2 separate regions of the Sus scrofa genome follow, and region 2 is linked to region 1. The links are chromatin contacts, called in public Hi-C maps. All regions are on one chromosome and are shown on one strand. Each heading gives the region's core, a stretch centred on a gene start, on an enhancer-like site or on the middle of the called end of the contact. The rest is flanking DNA. Distances are from core to core; before and after follow the strand shown. Region 1 holds the start of SAMD13 (sterile alpha motif domain-containing protein 13). Region 2 holds the start of PRKACB (cAMP-dependent protein kinase catalytic subunit beta).

The links. A called contact is a pair of places that touch in the nucleus more often than the background predicts.
Region 2: a contact with region 1 is called in a Hi-C map of epiblast stem cells, with 1.9 times the contacts expected there. The contact joins the promoter of PRKACB here to the promoter of SAMD13 in region 1. A contact is called at or near these places in 1 of 5 promoter capture datasets (liver), 2 of 47 Hi-C or Micro-C datasets (epiblast stem cells and liver) and 2 of 2 datasets of contacts at active chromatin or transcription factors (alveolar macrophages and skeletal muscle).

Annotation. Positions count from the first base shown.
Region 1 is chr6:129,438,101-129,441,808 of Sscrofa11.1, forward strand. It overlaps SAMD13 (sterile alpha motif domain-containing protein 13), which reads right to left and starts at 1,962. Exons shown (of 4, transcript XM_021096359.1): 1 at 1,871-1,962. The coding sequence starts at 1,880.
Region 2 is chr6:129,634,228-129,637,935 of Sscrofa11.1, forward strand. PRKACB (cAMP-dependent protein kinase catalytic subunit beta) reads right to left here and starts at 1,980. Exons shown (of 10, transcript XM_021096363.1): 1 at 1,245-1,980. The coding sequence starts at 1,290.

The DNA.
Region 1 (3,708 bases), core at 712-3,211:
TGTTTCTATATTGAATACTGTTTTTTGAGCATGGGTTAAATAGGTGGGGTTTTTTTGTTTGTTTGTTTTGTTTATCACCAGTGATCAAAATGATGAGTGCTCTTTCACCAACAGATTCCATAATGCTTCTGGATTTGACCTTAAGTTTCTAAACTGTTTTCCAACTAAATTCAAATGGAAGGGGGCTGAGGTTCCCGTTGTAGCTCAGTGGAAATGAATCTGACTAGCATCCATGAGGACACAGGTTCGATCCCTGGCCCTGCTTAGTGGGTTAAGGATCTGGCATTGCCCTGAGCTGTGGTTTTGGTTGCAGATGCGGCTCAGATTTGGCATTGCTGGGGTGGGGGTGGGGTTGCACACAAAGGATGAGTATCTTGTCTTGATGGCATTGTCATGCCACTGCTCAGAACAAGATAAGATGTAAAGAAATTACAGTTAATATCAACTCTTCCTTAGATATATTCACAGGAGGAAGGATTCTGTGAAGTTTCTCCAAGAATTACTTCCTCCACATAGAAAAGGACATCCCTTCCTGTACTGCCTGCTATGATCAAGATTGCCTGTTAGACAAGGGTATGGGTTTCAGAAAGTGAAAAATCAATCCCATTAAAAAAAAAAAAAAAATGAGCCACAAATTCTGATAAGAGAAGTTTTCACTTAGCTAGTTTCCAACTTTGGAATAAACTGACATTTGTGGGTTTAAGTATATATACAAGTACTCAACCACTTCCTCTTCACTCCCTCCAACAAACTGATATCAACCTTCTTCTCTGCTAATAGAAATTATGTGTATTTGTGTGTACTGTGGTGTCTATGTTTGTGCAGTGCAGCAGCATAAAGGCAGTGTGTGCTGTGTTAATATGAGTGGGTGTTGTATGTGCAGAGTATGTGTGGTGTGTGTAGTGGGTTGGCATTCGTGTATTTGCAGAATGTGTAGTGCCCACTGTGTGTGTGTGTGTGTGTGTGTGTGTGTGGTGTGTACAAGCAGGGTGAAAGACGGAGGTGCAAACCAACAAGACCTTCTAATCAAGGGTATCATGGGATGTGCTAAAATAACTTCAGAGATCCTCTTGCTGCTGGGATTCTGGAGCAGAACTTTAGGGGACACTTGGGAATGGGCTCAGGAGGGGAGCTGGGTCGGAAAGGACGGGAAACTGGTGCCTCAATCAGCTCCTTTTACTGATCTGCATTTATTTCCCCAAGAGCCAGTGTTCTCCCAGAGGAACCACCTTGCCTCTGGGGATCGGCCCGCAGGCGGATCCGGCCGGCCAAGCAGAGAGCAACCCTGGCTGCTAAAGTAATCTGGAGAAGTCGCCCGAGGGCAAGGCCAAACTCAACGTGTCCCCAAAAGCGTCTCAAGGGAAAGTGAGGAGGGGCCTGGAGAGGGGGCGGTGCGGGAGAGGGCAGGGGGTAGGAGAGGGGACTGCCAGAGATTCTCTTGGACTAGCAGTCCCATCTGAGAGCCACTGTGGACTGAGGGGAAAGTTTCTGGCTACGACTTTCAAGAAGCAAGTGTTCGCCTTTGAGATTGGGAGACCCCGGGGGAGCCCGTCTTTGGAAAGGGAGTGTGGGGGTGTGGCACTCGCTGTGCGCCCAGCCGAGCCGTGCCACCACCCGGTCCCATCCTGCGAGCTCTGCCCCGCAGCCCCTGGGGGCTCTCCGCTGGGCAGGGCTCGCTTCTGCACCTAATTCCACTCCAGGGTGACAGATTCCACGCTCGTGGGTGCAACAAGCTGCAGTAGCACCGGACACACAGAGACGAGGGAGGGCAGGGCAGTTTTTCTTGCGGCTTTCTTCGTTTCCTTCCATCCTGGAGAGGGACAGGGCGGGCGCATTCCCACTGCCTTCGCAGCACGAGCGGATCACTTACCTCCCCGCATGGCCGGCGCCGGGAGGCTCTCCCCCGCGCGGAGCTCGGCAGCAGCCACGCGCCCAGCCCCAGTGCAGCCGGCCGGGCGCGCAGGGCACGCCGGGACTTGTAGTCTCCGCGGGCCAGGAGGGGGTTGGAGGGCTGGGGCCGTTAGGGAGCTGGGAGGCCGGGAAGGGGCCTTGAGCATGCAAAGGAGGACGTTTGCAAGAGCTAAAACCTCCTGGGAAAAGAGGGTGGGAAACACTCCTAGAAATAATTTAAACTGGGGTTTTTCAGGCTAATACTGTTTTCTTCCTGTCTTACTAACACGTGGCAACTCTGACGAAGTTTTTTTTTAAGCTGTGTTTTGGCAGTAATGACGCGGAGATTGTTCCCGGGCCAAGTCCATATTATTTAGGGCCTACTCTCCCTTCATCCTGAACACACATCTGCTATTCTGTTGCTTACTCAGTTGAAGCCTTGGGCATGCAAAGAGAGAGCGAATGATTGCACTTTATCATTTGTAGCTCACTCTACAGTTTACAAAGCATATTTTACTTACTTAATTCATTATATTAAAACCATAAAGCATCCCTGAGTTATGCAGAGAAAAACTCAAGATGCAGGGAGTTTTTGGTGTTTATACCTGCGGAGGTTGGCGCCTCTGCACGATTCCTTTCCTCTCCACCGCTTCCCTTAGCACTTGGAAGTGGGAAGAAGGAGGGCTATGCCAGATGTGGTGGGTAAAGATCTATTATCAGCTACTGCAAGAAAGTGCTTCAGAGCAGGAAAGAGGGGAGCCTGCTCTGAAGGACTTTCTTTCAATAGCTGATAATAGATCTTTACTAAATATGGACATAAGTAAAGACAAAAGAAGAACCTACAGGTTGGAAGAATGGAGTGGGAAGGCAGAAAGGACAGATATATAGAGGTTGATGAGAAGGTTGTGATTAGGCTAGAGACAATGTGAGAAAATTGTATCCAAAAAATTAAAAAACAAAAATAAAGCAAAAACAGGGACTTGGGAAGCCCAATAGAACTAGAATTCTGGTGTTGCCATGTTGGAGCTAGTTCTGGGGTAAGTAAATTCAAAGAAAGGAGAAGCATTTAGTATAGCGTCTGACATATAGTGAACACACAAATGTTACAATTAAACATTGTAATTGAGTGCTTATTAAATGCCAGGCACTATGCTAAGAGCAAATAATATCATTTCTAAAAACTAATAAGTATTACTAATATCTGCTGAAACTCCTTTTGTGGAAGTTTCAAAAGATAAATTGAAGTAAAAGTACCAGTTAGGAGGCTATGACAATATTCCAAGTTATAGGTCATGATAGTTTGAACCAGTGATAAAAAGGAAGCAGGAGTTCCCGTCGTGGCGCAGTGGTTAACGAATCCGACTAGGAACCATGAGGTTGCGGTTCGGTCCCTGCCCTTGCTCAGTGGGTTAACGATCCGGCGTTGCCGTGAGCTGTGGTGTAGGTGGCAGACGCGGCTGGGATCCCGCGTTGCTGTGGCTCTGGCGTAGGCCGGTGGCTACAGCTCCGATTCAACCCCTAGCCTGGGAACCTCCATATGCCGCGGGAGCGGCCCAAGAAATAGCAACAACAGCAACAACAACAACAACAGACAAAAAAAGACAAAAGACAAAAAAAAAAAAAAAAAAAAAAAGGAAGCAGATATGAGACACTTGATGGGGCAAATGGACAGAGCAGTACAATCAATTGGATGTGGAAGTGAGGAATAGGGATGCAAGATGGTTGTCATTTCTAGATTAAGGGGATGCTGTCATTCACATAAATAGGTAAAACTGACAGAATAAGAGATTTTGGAAAATGACTGATTTTGGAATACTT
Region 2 (3,708 bases), core at 730-3,229, 200 kb after region 1:
GTACAGTTAGTTACTACATTTGTGCAATTAAAAAATAAAGACTACTAAGTTCTACCTCTTCATTGGCTTTTGAAAAGGTCCATATCACATATTAAAGACATCAAACTTTTTTGGAGGTCCTGAAAATTAACACCAAATCCTTATTGGTGAAACAAAACCATATAATCCGATCTATCTATTCACATTAAACAAAATGAATGACTAAATTTTTCGAAATCGATTCTGCTTTATTGATACTGAAAAAATTTCGCAATTAACCTAGAACATGTTACAAACATAGAAACATTAAAAGACAGTATTTACACAAACTGGAATAAGTCATCCGACATTATTCTCTCAAGTGCTAAGATGTCATTTACTCCTGGGGATATAACAAATACTATTTGTTTTCTGGTCATTCTGAATTATAAAATCTGAGCTGAACTTGGCAAAGGCAAAAAACCATGCTGATTGACTGAAAGACAAATAAAACCATATTGCCATACAGAAATTCATGATTTTTTACTGTTTGTTGTAAAGAGTAGAGCGCCTGCACTTTCAGCTCTCAGAAGAAATCTACTGGAAGTACTTCAAAGCAGTGACCTTTAAGTTTTACAGACACTGTAGCAGATTCCTGAATGTCTCAAGAAAAGGCAAACCTGCCTTGCTTTTCTTCTCTAACGGATAAAGTTGCTGTTTACTCTTACGATATTTTCCACTCTTAATCCGAAAAGATGGAGGATCTCTAAAACATAGTTACCCGCTCAGGATTAACCTCACCTGCGGAGGGCCAGATTTAGCAGCCCTTCACCTGGTGATAAGGTTGGGGTGGACTCGAGTGATGGAGGGAAAAGAGACAACTCTGTTCACAACACTACCTGTGGCTCCCGAGAGAGGGTCGGGGGGCGAGGAAGAGAGGGTTGGGGTGGTCCAAGAGACTTCTTTAGCCGGACCAAATTTGGGGAAGTGTCTAAGGAAGTGAGTCCCCCTCGCCCCAGTAAAAAAAGCAATCGCGGGGACCGCTCTCCTCCCTCGCCCTCTCCATCCGGCCCTCGGCGCTCAGCCCTCCAGCCGGAGCTGGGGGAGGAGGCGGAGGAGGAAGGCGGCTGGTCCCCAGGGCCCCCTCGAACGGCTGCCCGCGGCTGCTGCGAGGCCTGGACCGTGCCCGCGGCCTGCGGGTTCCCACCCTGGGGGACGCTCGGTACCCCGCGTCCGCCCGCCCGCCCGCCCGCCTAGCCGGCCCCTAGACCCGGCTCTTGACTCACCGCTCTCCACCTCGCCGCCTTTCTTGGCAGTAGCCGCGTTCCCCATGACCGGGGCGATGGAAGGAAGGGGTCGGGGAGGGGAGGGGGCACTGAAGCCGTCCCCGCCGCTCCGCAGGCTGAGCCAACTCCCGCTTCGGCACCAGTTAGACCGGTCAGTGCTTCTGGCGCACGGAGTGCGGGCGGGAAGACTGGGCCGGTTCTGAGGCCAGGGCTGCAGGGTACTCCTTTGCCCCGGAGCTGGCAGCAGCGGCGGCGGCGACCGGCAGACACTCCCCCTTCCCCCTCCCCGCCCTCCCAGCGCGCCCCCGGGCAGCCGCGCGCCCCCGGGCTCTAGACCCTGTCCCCCTCGGCGGGCGGGCGCGCGCGCCGGAAGTGACGTGCGCCCCGGGCGCGAGCGGAGGGTTGGGGTAACCCCTGCCAGTACCTCCACGGCCCACCCAGCTGGGAAGTGCAGGTCCGCGCTTTCTTTAGGGAGCTGATCCCCAGGATAAGGGAGGCAGCACGAGACCGTTAGCTTGGAGGAACCAGTCGTCTCTCTGCATTGGCGTCCCCCATGCCCTGGAGCTGGGCTGCTGGAAGCAGTGCCGGGGTTCTGGTTGCATTCTTGTGGCAGGCTTCGCAGTGCCTCCTCGCTCAGAGGATGCCTTGTAGCCACCAACCTGCAGGCCGGAGAGGACTGCGCTGTCGGGTAGGAGGTCGTTCCGGGGGACCCGGGCCGTTCTCGCCACTGGGCCTCGTGGACTGGTCAGTATCAGCCACAGGAATAACCTCGTCCCTTGTCCCGACCGTGGTTCCGAGCTTCTTTGCGTAGCAGATCCAGGTATTCGCCGAGCCCCCCACGTTTTCCTGCCTCTTGGGCACCAGTCACAAACCCTTCAGTGTTTCCAGTCCAATTTTCATTCCCTGTGGTTTTGCGTGATCGCCTCAGGTTTTGTCAGATATCCCAGGCGGAGAGAAAGGAAAGTATCACTGTTTCTGCAGAATGTTTATTGATGTGTGTCATTGTATTTAGCAGCTCTCTGTGTGTGTCAAAATAAATACATTCCCCATTTGCTAGTTGCATTTTTATTAGTATTCGTCTTGGAGCGCTTGAATTTGTGAATAGCTTTACTTTATGTGGCACTCTAGTATTTTTGTTGTTGTTGTTGCATGATCCTTTGAACTTTGCTCTGAGCATTTATTCCAAATTTAGTGTAGAAAGATTGTAATTCCCCAAAGGGCATAGACAACCTAAATTTATTTTGTGTCCCCAAGTCACCAAGCCCAGTACTTCTTTAATGGATACTTGTTGACTTGAAAGTAAGCAGAGCAAATCTCTCAGAATTCTTTTTTAAGTATGTTCTATTACTGAAAAAAAAAAAAAGGAGTGGAAACTGAGGTTACCCAGTAAGTTCTTCCTGCTATTTCTTATTACCAATTCCGTTAAATTAATTTAACAGAGGTTTATATCATATATACTGTATTACAAATAGGACCATGCAAATAGCAAGTCATGAGTTCTTTAAGAACCCTATGAGATATGTAGTTTTATTATCATTATTTCACTTATGAACAAACTGAGACACAGAGAAGTTAAGCAATTTACCCTGAATTACACATCTATCATCTGGTGGAAGCACAATTTAGGGTACCAAAATCTGACTTTTTGTCCATAATGTTATGTAGATGTTCCTTTCTCTCCATTTAAAATCCATTGACTTAAAAAGATGCATGCATAGTGAGTTTATTTCCAAGGGAAATTCATTATATTATTTTCTGGGTTTCCATTAATGCAAGTAGTATAAAAATTACAGAGAAGGAAGGATTTGAGCTAGAGGTGTTTGTGTCCCTGTGCAACAATGTTGCAGCAATGGCATATCATTCCAGTCAGATCTAGTTTTCTGTTGTAGATGTGGTATTTTGCCCTGCTTCTCTGTATAAAGTTCAATAAATAGCATTAAGCCATATACCAAGTTAAAAACAACTTTCTAATATACTTTATTCTGGAGAGACTTTCTAGAATCCTGGAATACTCATACTATCCTCACTGGGGTGAGTTTTAAAATGTATGCCTATTTAGAGACCAACTTTAATGATAAAAGGGTAGTTATATGTATAACAACTACTGTCCCTGTCCTTACAATAATTTTGAATTCTAGGCTTCTGTTTAGTAAATCATTACTTTGCAGAAGAGACAGTTGAGAGTGATTATACAGTTAGGATACAGCTACATCCTGGAAAATTAATAAAGAAACAATTCAACTTTACACATTTATTCCTTTCTCTTAAAACTAACTTTTATCATCCATTTGTTAAAAAATTTAATTAATTGTTAATAAATAAAAAAATTACCAAAAACTGCAAATATCTTATTGTTCTTTTTTCCATATATTATTTGGGTTTTTTTTTTTTTTTTTTTTTGTCTTTTTGTTGTTGTTGTTGTTGCTATTTCTTGGGCCGCTCCCGTGGCATATGGAGGTTCCCA